Regions from separate parts of the Mus musculus genome. Here region 1 is linked to region 2. Evidence: chromatin contacts called from public promoter capture Hi-C data. All regions are on one chromosome and are shown on one strand. The core of a region is the stretch at or near the end of the contact, and the rest is flanking DNA. Distances in the headings are between cores, read along the strand shown. Region 1 holds the start of Bbs10 (Bardet-Biedl syndrome 10 (human)). Region 2 overlaps Gm30145 (a long non-coding RNA gene).

Evidence for each region. Promoter capture Hi-C pulls out the DNA fragments that hold promoters and counts their contacts.
Region 1: a promoter capture Hi-C map of macrophages shows a contact between it and region 2, with 8 read pairs. The contact joins the promoter of Bbs10 here to the enhancer-like site in region 2. A contact is called at or near these places in 3 of 39 promoter capture datasets (3T3-L1-derived adipocytes, liver and macrophages), 18 of 484 Hi-C or Micro-C datasets (the G1E-ER4 cell line, the HPC-5 cell line, bone marrow-derived macrophages and 11 more), 3 of 115 datasets of contacts at active chromatin or transcription factors (embryonic stem cells and trophoblast stem cells) and 2 of 9 other capture datasets (adipose tissue and liver).

The regions. Positions count from the first base shown.
Region 1 is chr10:111,295,952-111,301,390 of GRCm38.p6, forward strand. Bbs10 (Bardet-Biedl syndrome 10 (human)) reads left to right here and starts at 2,728. Exons shown (of 2, transcript NM_027914.1): 1 at 2,728-2,956; 2 at 3,262-5,439. The coding sequence starts at 2,772. The coding sequence ends at 5,218. It overlaps Osbpl8 (oxysterol binding protein-like 8), which reads left to right. Exons shown (of 24, transcript NM_175489.3): 24 at 1-1,296.
Region 2 is chr10:111,362,867-111,369,131 of GRCm38.p6, forward strand. Gm30145 (a long non-coding RNA gene) reads right to left here. Exons shown (of 5, transcript XR_872033.1): 5 at 3,838-4,022. Among named protein-coding and RNA genes, the nearest start is that of Gm30145, 12 kb to the right of the region's middle. Within about 2 kb of position 2,400, at least 82 of the 459 cell types and tissues checked have an H3K27ac peak or open chromatin away from gene starts, as enhancers often do. A contact at or near this core is called in 3T3-L1-derived adipocytes, adipose tissue, bone marrow-derived macrophages and 5 more, where this site is marked.

The sequences.
Region 1 (5,439 bases), core at 1,478-3,977, 67 kb before region 2:
AGTAAACTTGTCAGATGGCTCTGAGTATTGTAGACAGTGCCTTTTTGATGGAATTCACACTGTTTTCGGGTGTCAACTTGTGCCATATTCACAGAATTTTGTGGAAGGCAGTTTTAACTTTTTGAAGAATATCGTCATCAAAATTTTAAAAAACAAATGTATAAAACTTCATCTTTTTTCAGTGTTTAGCATTTCTAGTCAGCAGTAAATAGTCTGGTTTTGCTTTTGTTTTTGTCTTATTTCAGGTATGATGGCATACGTACGCGATGAGCCATACACGAGACTGTAGACTATTACATTAAATATAAATAAAGAACATGTTCGTTTATACAAATTTTCCGATTTGACCCAGTGGGAGAGACCTTTCATAATTCAATAAGTTTACATTTCAATGTCTTTCATATTTGACTACATATAAAGAGATTCTTTAAAATGTATAACCTGCCACCACTGCATAATTTGGTTTCATTTTGTTATGTATTGTGTGGGTTTAGTATATCCAATTTTTGTTACAATTAAAGGACTATTTTGTTACAGTTTTTAATTGAAGATGGACTGTTAACATTGTACAGGACCAGTGTCTTATTAATAAGATTAACATATTTAGTGAGAGCCACAGGAAAACCTTGACAAAAATGAATGTGACTATACTTTATGAAGTATTTCGAAAAATCAGCCTCTTTATTTATCATAAAATTATTTTAATATCATAATATTGATGTTCTTTTTTTTTTGTTTTGTTTTGTTTTTTGTTTTTTTCGAGACAGGGTTTCTCTGTGTAGCCCTGGCTGTCCTGGAACTCATTCTGTAGACCAGGCTGGCCTTGAACTCAGAAATCCGCCTGCCTCTGCCTCCCGAGTGCTGGGATTAAAGGTGTGTGCCACCACACCCGGCTAATATTGATAATCTTTATTTGAAAAAATGTCATGAACCATTTGAATGATGAGCCACAGAACCTCAGTTGAATTTATTTCCACTTTTGGCATGTTAAATATAGATTTAATTTTAAGTACTTCAGTTAATGGGTTTATAAAGTCAAGCACTAGCATTGGTCAGTTTTGTATGATAGGATGTAAGTGTGTTCTCACCTGCAGTGTAAATACAGCACACTGTAGAATTCTCTTAAGGTGCATAGTAAATGTATAGATAGTCACAGGCGGTTTTGTAATGTATACATTTCTAATCTATTATTCCTAACCTGTCATGTTTGCAGAGAGAAAAGAATTTTTCTAATGATCTGTAAAATTATGTTAACTTCTACAAGTAGGTATTCTAAATAAACTTTTTTAAAAGAGCAATCTGTGATCCAGTGACTCTTGATATAATGTATTAATGCATAATGTACTAAATTAATCCTCTTATTTTTTATTGTGTGTGTGAAAAAGATGGGTACAGGCTTGACAGGAATTTTGACAATCTCTAATATATGTTTTACTTGATACTTTATATTCTTTTAAAATAAGTGGAGTTTATACATATTTTATACATTAAAGATGAGGCTCAGCATATCTAAATGACCCCAAAAACTACACAGTAAGAATAAAGGCGGTCTGTCTTTCTCAGGTAAAAGCCTCCTGAATCACGACTACACAGTGCACTTGATTGTACTGTTTAAATGTTTGAAATATCCCACTATTTCAGTCTAAAGATAATGTCCAGTGATGAATGCAACCAAGAAAAAACACTGAAGCAGTATCATTAGACACTGAAATGCTGTTCTCCTCCCGGTCGTTTACTACTGAGTTATTGAGGAAACCTCAGGAAGGCTTTACTCATGATTTTGTCTTCCTTTCACCTCATTCTAACTTGTCCCTCAGAATCCTCTTGCCCGTGTGGGGTAAGGACACTGCTGTCAGTGTTAAACGTCATTGAATATCTATCTACAAGATCACTTTCCTGCTAACATTGACAGCTTTGTTCTGCATTCATTTCTTGTGGGTATGACAGCCTGGGTAATGATCCACCATGAGAATTTTGTGAGTAAATGACAAATACTTGGCTGTACTTCGAGTTAGAAACAGTACAAAAACTAACTTATCCACCTCGGAACTTTAAAGGTTTTTTTGGTTTTGTTTGTTTTGTTTTGTTTTACCAACTTGTTTGTTTTAAATGAGGAAAGCAGAGACAGATGGTCTCTGGCTGAAAGAAGCCCTTTAGCTATGAATCCAGCGCTCGTGCGCTCCCTAAAGCCTTTGTGTTTTACTGGGTGAAACATTTCTGCTTTGGGATGGTATACAGTACAAATGACAAATACAATTGATCATCGATGTGAATAAAAGGCAAACATCTACTTCTGCTCAAGTGGTTTAACTAGGTGGGGTTTCGTCCATACCTGAACACACACAAGGTAGCACACCCCAGCGGAAGCCACGAGCCTAGAAATGGCTATGCCCAAGCTCTCTCCGCCTGCCCTGCATTCTAAAACCGTTTGCTTGAAGGCAAGGAGAGCAAACTACACGGCAGGGGCACTAGAGAAGTAAGCTCGAGATGGGGCGGTAATCACGCCCCCGAGCCCGAGCCCTTCCCTGCAGAGACCTAGCGGTTGCAGTGGCCAGGGAGGCCCGCGGGACGTGAACCAGGAAAGTAAGGACGTCCCAGGACCACTCGAGTCTCCGCCCACCGCTGGCGGGGCTCCACCCCACCGAGGGGCATAGAGCTCTTCCGCCAATCGATGCCAAAGCTACTGCTCTTCCGCCGTTTTCCCCGCCTCTTCCGTTTCCGCCCTTCTGCGGGCCTGACCTAACGGAAGCGTTACCCGTGGTTCCTTACCCATGGCGTCCCAGGGGTCGGTGACGGCGGCTTTGCGGGTGGCCGAGGTGCTGGAGAGCATCGCGAACCGCTGCGTGGGGCCCGAGGGCGGCCAAGTGTTGTGTACGAAGCCCACCGGCGAGGTGCTGCTTAGCAGGGATGGAGGCTGCCTCCTGGAGGCGCTGCACTTAGAGCATCCCTTAGCCAGGTACCTCACTTCTCCTGCCCTCCACTAGGCGCGCATCTCCCTCAATCTCCCATCCCATCCTGAGGCCGTGGACCTGGATAAAACCAGTGTAGACATCAGAGAGCTGCCCAAACTACTAGTCCCGAGCCCCAAACCTCATCACGTGCACAGAACACTTCTTACTCTTTCCCCATCCCTGAATGAAGTAGTTAAAGGAAAAGTAAAGCAAAGCCTATATGTCAAAAGGACAATCTGTGTGCCTTATAGCTATGAAAATGTGGATTTAACCCAGAAAATCTGAGTTATTTTTTTCCCTTCCTATACAGGATGATAGTGGCGTGTGTTTCCAGTCACCTTAAAAAGACAGGAGATGGTGCTAAGACATTTATTATTTTTCTTTGCCATTTACTCAGAGGACTTCATGCAATCGGAGAAAAAGGAAAAGATTCATTCACTTCTGAAAATATTCAGAGCCATGAAAGGCATTGGAAAAACTGTTGTCAGTGGAAATCTATTTCCCAGGCTCTGCAAACGTTTCAGACACAAACCCTAGGTTGTATTGTAGACCGGAGTTTAAGCAGGCACTACCTGTCTGTCTTTTCTTCATCCACTGAAGGAAGAAAACTGTGCAGGCACTCGCTAGAGTTGCTCCTGGAAGCATACTTTTGTGGAAGAGTGGGAAGAAACAATCACAGATTCATTTCACAGTTGATGTGTGACTACGTTTTCAAGTGTATGGCTTGTGAAAGTGGGGTTGAAGTATTTGAGTTGTTGGATCACTGTTTTGCAGAGTTGAATGTTGGCGTGACAGGCCTTCCTGTTTCAGATTCTAGAATCATAGATGGCCTTGTGCTTCCCAGGGACTTTTCTATGTACTGCCCAGCAGATGGTGACATTAGGATGGTGATAGTAACAGAAATCCTCCAGCCTCAGTTTTCATCGGCTGGCTCGGAGTTTGTTCTCAATTCAGAAACACAGTTTCAGGCATCTCAGTGCTGGATCACGGACAGGACAAAAACAGTAATGAACCACTTGCGTGGTCAGAATGTAAAACTGCTCCTGACCAGTGTGAAGCAACCAGACCTGGTTATTTACTGTGCAAGACTTAATAGCATATCAGTGGTGGAGTGTTTATCAGCCGAAGAAGTTTCCCTTGTCCAGAGGATCACTGGTCTTTCTCCTTGTGTCCTACCAGAGGTTGCTTCACAGTGTGAAATTTCTGATAGTACTTTGGTGAAGTTTTGCAAGCCCCTCATCCTTAGATCCAAGAGGTATGTTCATCTCGGCTTGATTAGCACATGTGCATTTATACCTCACTCTATGGTCCTCTGTGGACCGGTTCTGGGTCTTGTTGAACAGCATGAGAGAGCTTTTCACGGAGCATTTAAGATGCTTCGGCAGCTATTTACTGACCTTGATCTAAATTACATCATACAAACCAAACAGCAATGTAACCCAAGTCCTCTTGCTTATGACAATAGCAGAGAGCGTAATCACTCACCAGAAACTGATAAGTATCAGGACATAGTAGCAAAGAGCAAAAATAAATTGGAAACTCAAACACATTTAGAAGTATATTCAGGTTTGGGGGCTTCAGATACAGAATTGAGAGCAGGTAAGCCGTGGTCAGCACACAAGAAGACACCAATAGCTCCATCCCAAACAGATGAAATGCTGAAGTGCTTGCCTCCAGAAAGAAGCGGGATAATTGATAACTGTGACCTGTCAATTGAGAATCATTCCACTGGAAATCCTACAGCAGAAGACACTGGAACAGAAATTTCTTTCGAACACTTACAGGTCTCAGATAATGCCGGAAAGGGTTACACGCTGCCAGTGATGCGCAAGTCACTAGATACCTGTACTTGTCAGGGTTATTGTTCATCCACTGTGCCAGCAGGCTGTGTGCTGCCAGTGGGTGGAAGTTTTGAGATTTTGATGAGTTACTACCTTCTCAGCTATGCCAAACAATGCCGACAATCAGATGAAACTGTCATCAGTATGTTAATAGCTGATGCTCTTCTAGGCATCCCTAAAATCCTTTATAAGCCTAAGAAGGGAAAGGACAGTTTCCCACACATATACATGCGGTCTCTCCATGCACTGCAAGCCAGTCAACCCATGGTAAGTGGTCAATCAGGGTTCGAGTCAGTAGCTGGTAAGTACCAATTACTAACTTCAGTTCTTCAGTGTTTGATGAAAATATTAACCATTGATTTAATAATCAACATCAAGAGGCAACCTCAGAAAACTGCTGACCAAGAATCAGAAGACGAATTTTAACACTCAGTTTTCTGTTGCTCGAACTTTCAGTCTGGGGCCAGAGAAATGGCTCAGTGGGCAAAGGCATTTAATGGCAAACCTGACTGACTGCCTGCGGTCATCACCCAGGGTGGAAGGAGAGGGTGAAGTCCTGAGACATGTCCTTTGTTGTACACACATGTTCGCAGACAAACACTAAACGTTAGGAAAAAAATGTATTCAGCTCAAGCTAAATATTAAAA
Region 2 (6,265 bases), core at 1,150-3,649:
AAGTAACTATCAGCTATTTAGATATAAATGTTGGCATGTTAATTAACACTGAATAGAAATAAATTAGTATTAAGTAACACTTTAAAAATTAACTTCTTGGTTACAGTAGCTAGGTTTCAATGTGCTAGGTTCTACCTTATTGGTATAGAAATATAATATTTATATTACTGCAGAAAATCCTTGTTCCAGGATTTCCATAGTACCTATATAGCTCTCTGTTTGGAGGTGACAATCAACTGTATAATAAGTAAATTATTTAGCAATCAGTATCAAGCACACTAATATGATCACTATTATTAATGAGGCAAGAGGCTGTGGCAGAGATTGTGTAAAATCTGAAAAACATCGTTTGAAAAGAGCAAGTTGTCATGGATGAAGGCTGGCTCCCACCTCCATCCCTAGAACAACTGAACCTGGCCACTGGTCCAGGCCCAGAGGAATCCCCAAAATGTAGGTAATACTAAAGACCACATTGTGGAGTCTCAAGAGTATAGTGAGGTGCAAATGTCTGCCAATGCATGAAACCATGTGACAGATAGAGCATGCGCAGAAAAAGCCTACCTACGTAAATGTCCCAGAGAACCTGCGGGCAGGCGCATAGCATAAAAGCCGAGCACATTGGACGCCAAGCTTCCCTCTCCTTTAGCGGCCCACTCTCACTGGGAACTACATCTTGTCTTAAGCAGTGGTCTCGGATGGTTATCTCTGCTCAATTCTTCCTTCCAAACTCAAGAAGCCCTCTGCAGGTGACATCCACTGATGTCGCTAAGAACAATGCTGAGTGTGTGTGTGTGTGTGAGCGTGCACAGATGGAGAAGACTGTGACGTGTTTGAGGTAAACATGAGCCCCCCCACCCCCATTTTATTCTCATTTTGTTGCACACCCTGCCCCCACAGGGCGACTGAACACGCAGAGACCACTTTAAAAAAAAACTTGCTGCGGTTTGAAAATCAAACGCACCTACAAACCAAAGCTGTCCACACACCAGCTAGCTGATAGACATTCTTTCTCAATCCTGCTGAACAGCTCGCTCGCAGTCTGACCCTGTCTCTAATTGAAAGACTGGCCTTTGAAGGGAGAGAAGCTTGAAGTTCTCTGCAGAGCCAGGGTTTCTGTCCCCATGGATTAAGAGTGGCTGCCCTCCTGCTCTGTCACTGTACAGTCAATTGGTCGCTCTCCCTTCCTATTTCTTTTAAGTCACAGCAGCCACAAGATAGCAAATTCTGAGAGGATAAGCAAGAAGGCTTCACTCAATAGAGTGCCCCCACTAAAACTAAACTTCCAGATAACAATTCTTATTCTGTCTTGTCCTGGCTGGTGAAAATGGACCTATGGAATTTCTGGGATTCTGTTTGCTATGAGCTTTAAGGGGTGACAGCAGACTGACTAATACACCCCCAGGAGGAACACCCGGAGTTTTCCTCCGCTTGGGCAGAGTGTTTGTACAGCTTCAAACGCTCCGAACATTGGAACTTGACATTTTGAAACAGGATCAGTCAGGTCTGCTTGTGCCAGTATTTGAACTGGTAAAGAATAGAGCATCTCTGGACTCAGCAGTCCCTGCTCCAATCCCAGGACTAATTGACAAAGCTGTGTGGAAACAAGGCAGCCAGGAGGATTTAGCTAATCTCTTCTGCCCTTTGTGCTAGTTCCGAGCAGACAAGAGCCTGCTGGGTTGCAGCCTCGAGGATAAGATCTGTGCATCCGGGGGCTTGGGGGCAGGGGTGGGGGTGGGGGATAAGAACATTACTCAGAGGTAGAGTGCTTGCATGAGACCCAGGGTTCAATCTTCAGCCCCATAGAAAGAAAAGCAGAGAAAAAAATCAGTGCACACAAGCATAAGGAAGGGAAACACATTCTAGTATTCTGGACTTCAGCATATTCCTGCAGCCCAGTGGTAAACAGTGTATGATTTTTAATGCAGGTATAAAGATGCAAAGAACTGCACGTTTTCATTGCTAGACCAGTATATCCTCAATGCGTAACATTTTATCTAGCTTTGTATTTCTCGATCTCATTCGTGACTTGTATTTTGGGTTTCCTAACACACTGTTCCCAGTGACAGGAGATGTTAGCCGTGGGCACTCCATGTGCAGCCCCTCTAGTGGGGTTAAACAGTTCCTGGAAGTAAAGCAATTGTGAGTTGTAGATTCTCACCCCATCTATCAATCCTCAGTCAAGGCTGGCCCTGCGATCATCTGACTTCCTTTAATCCACCAGTCAGGTCATTTCCATAGCTACCCCTAGCCATAGCCTACTGTAGGCCAGAATATAAAGAAGTATTCAGCTCCTACTCTCCTGCTCCCTTCCCCCTATGACTGGCAAGAGTCTGGTGTGCTAGAATTCTTTCTGAAGTGACTGGATTTTTTAATCAGTAGCCAGCACTCCCCTTTGACCCTGTTCATTACAAAACTTCCTGGATGCTTTCCATGCCTTAGAGAGGAAGCAAGGCTGACCACACAGCCACAGAGAGATGCATTTCTCCTGTCTTTGGAGAAGACGCTGCCATTTCTACTGTGTACGTCAGACGTTTGCTTCGACTGAGGCTAATTCTCATTCTCTTTTGTCCTCGATGGTACAAATGGACCTATATCTCCTGGAATTTCTGAGATTCTGTTTGCTATAAGCTTTAAGGAGTGACAGCAGAAGACTAATATATCCCCAGGAGGAACACCCAGAGTCTTCCTGTAAGAGAACTCTGAGCTCGGGTCTTACACTAGAACTGCCTGCCCCCTTCACAGGTCTTTCCGAAACGTCTTAGGGTTACTATTGTTGTATGAATCACTGTGATCAAAAGCAACTTGGGGAGAAAAAGTTTATCCTCAAAGAAGTCAGGACAGAAACTCAACAGGGTTAGAAACCCAGAGGCAGGAGCTGATGCAGAAGCCATGGAGGGGTGCTGTTTACTGGCTTGCTCCCCATGGCTTACTCAGACTGCTTTCTTATAGAACCCAGAACCACCAGCCCAGGGGTGGTACCACCCACAAAGGGCTGGGCCCTCCCCCATCAACAACAAATGAAGAAGGTGCCCTACAGACTTGCTCACAGCCTGGGTCTTATGGAGGCATTTTCTCAATTGATGCTCCTTCCTCTTTGATGACTGTAGCTTATGTCGAGTTGATATTAAACCAGTCAGGACACCAAATAGAGCCTGTGCTCTTATGATGCTCATTCTCTTGTCTCTCTTTCCTTCTCTCATCTCATTGACCTTACAGGAAGAGCAGGCAGTGTGCTTTGAGAGACAACTAGTAAAAATGCAGTTAGTGCTTTGCAGGGGTTAAAGATCCTTTCTTCAAATACGATCCCATTCTGAGCTGTGGGCGATGACGATTTAAAAACACATGAGTTTCGAGGGGACAAAACTTAGCTCTTAACAACTCGACCGCACCTTCTTTGTCCATACAACTAGTATCACCCGAGCTTGTAAGTCTTTTGGTGGAAGAGTTAAGAAGAGTGAAGTTAGAGACCCTGCACAGATGGGTCTTGAGGATGGAGCCCCTGTGGTGACATTAGTGGCAGTATAAAAAGACGAACAGATGCTAGAGCTAGCAAGCTTGGTGTTTTATCCTGTGATGTTGTTGTGTGACTTTTCCTAGGGAGTCATGAACAAATGTCCTTTCACCCCCAAATGGGTCATTGACAACACACCAAAGAAACAATCCCACACATCTAGCTTAGTGAACTGCACTGGCTGCTTTTGTGCCAACTTGACACAAGCTAGAGTCACCAGAGAGGAAAGAGCCTCAGTTGAGGCAATGCCTCCATGAGATCCAGCTGTAAGGCATTTTCTCATTTAGTGATCAGTGGGGAAGGGCCCAGAACGTTGTGGGTTGTACCACACCTGGGCTGGTGGTCCTGGGTTCCATAAGAAAGCTGGCTGAGCAAGTCCCGATGACCAAGATGATCAAGCCATGGGGAGCAAGCAGCACCCCTCCATGGCCTCTGCATCAGCTCCTGCCTCTAGCAGGTTCCATCCATGTTTGACCTTCTGTCCCGACGTCCTCCAATGATGGATCATGACCTGGAAGTATAAGCCAAATAAACCCTTTCCTCCCCATCTTGGCTTTTGGTCATAGTGATTTACCACAGGGTCTTTATAAAGACCCTGACTAAGACATGAACCAATGGGCTTATTGCAGTTACAGGAATATGGCTAAGCAGAGCTACTTACAGAAGCACGAGAGACTCTGGCAGTAGCATCGTTGAAAACACTCCCAGACCCCCGGACCTCAGCATGGCTTAGGACTCAACAAAAGCTGTCACTGGTGTTCCCTTGCATCTTGCAGGGAGCTCTACCGACGAGCTTTCCTCTTTCCAGCAATTATTGACTGCTTATATAATCCCAGAATCCCAGGGAGAGAGCTCCATAGGCCTTGTCTCTTCTGTGAACTTCCACAGTTTTCTAAAGGTTGCAGACTTTCTGAGTGTTGGGAACCTTCTCCAGGAAGGAATGTCTTCAAGCTGGAGGAATCAGCCCCTCAACTGATACCCTCTGCCACGTGTTAGGAGACCCTGGTTAGACCCTGTGTTCATATAGACTTCCCAGCCTCCAAAACTGGGAACAAAGGCTACATCTCTTTATAAATAACCCAGCTGTGGTTTCTCTTAACACGATTTCCCCATTGACAAGGAGCCCCCGTGACTAACAGGCATTTTTTTTTCCTTCTTGCTGCAGAGACAACTTCTTAAATGGAGGTTTCCTTCCTAGATGTAAATCTCTCATACGAAATGAAAAGCTCTGCTCTGTTTTCAGAATCCTGTGTCTTCAGTTTCTCAAAATTGTCCATATGCCAACGTGGAATATTTTGGGATAGCATATTCTGATTTCCCAGAGACAAAAAAATAAACAATCAAAATATGTAAATGACACAGTTATCGAAGATGAAGTGGAGGGAGAGGGGAGAGTGGGTGGTTCCAAGGGAGTGCTTGTGTGTGAATCTAGAAGGATGATTGACAGGGAAAGCCGCAAAGCCAAGCAAATGCCTGGCAAATGAAAGTACACAGCCAAGAGTCTCAGCTCAGGGGTTTCCTGGTATGCTCTAGAGAAAGCAGGAAGGCCATGTGGATGGAGTAAGACCAGTGTAGAAGGTGATACAGGAAAAGAAGCCAGGATGAGGGAGGACTGGTAGGGATGGTAGACTTGGCAAAAGCTGGCTTTTATGGAGCTGAGATGTCTCAGGAAGAAGGGGCTGTTGTGATATTGTTGACTCACATCTGTAATCCCAGCATCCCAGAAGTTGAGGCAAAGGGGTTGCCATGGCTCTGAAACCACCCTGGGCACATTGGAGCCTTAGAAATTAGTAGTAAATGGCTTCTCGTGTAAGCTCAAAGACAGAGAACAGCACCGTGAATGTCGCTGTACTCGAAGCTTGTCTTATGATGCCTGGGCCACCTCTCTGAGCTACCCTCTGATGAACAAATATAAAGGTTGTCAGGATATGGTGGTGGTTTTGATGGCTAATCTCTTTTAGTTATTCGATGTATTTCCAGAAGGGGGCTTTAAGGAAACTCTTTTGCAAGAAGTTTCTTTAGGCAGAAAAGGGAACTTGAGAGAGCTCGTCCCTGAATGAGGGAAAGACAAAGCAAAGTTCAGGAGATTCTCATTCAGAGCCATTTGTCTGCTTATCGCGCTGGCCATTGGTGGTACAAACCTTTAGTCCCAGCACTCCTGAGGCAGAGGCAGGTGGATCTCTATGAGTTCAAGGCCAGTCTGGTCTACAGAGTGCGCTCCAGAACTGCCAGGGCTACAAGGAGAAACCTTGTCTCAAAAAAATAAAAAAATGAAAAAAATAAAAAATAATAAAAATCTTGCCAAAGCATTGAACCTTGACAATCAAGACACACAACCGATACTCGAGTATCATGCAGGGGGCAGTCTACTTCCCTGCAATTCTGCCAGGCTCTCTCTACTCATTCCTCTCATTCTTGTTGGGCTATGGCAGAATCCAGAGAGGGGTTAGGAAGTGATTACAACCCAGGAGGCTGCTAATAACCTGAGAGGGTGGTAGGGAAGCTAGAACCATGACAGCTGCACTCAAGTAGATGGGATTCACCAGAGCCTAATGGCACCCTGAAAGGTCCACGGGACTTTCTGGTCAACTAGATGTGTGGTAGAAAAGCAGACAGAAGGGTGAGGGCAGCATTACTGAGGTTAGCATAGACTCAGGGAGGTGTGCAGGTGGGCTCAGTTAGCTCTGAGATCTAGTTCTAATACTTTGTGTTTAACATAAGCATGACATCTGTTAGTGAAAAAGTGTAAAAAAA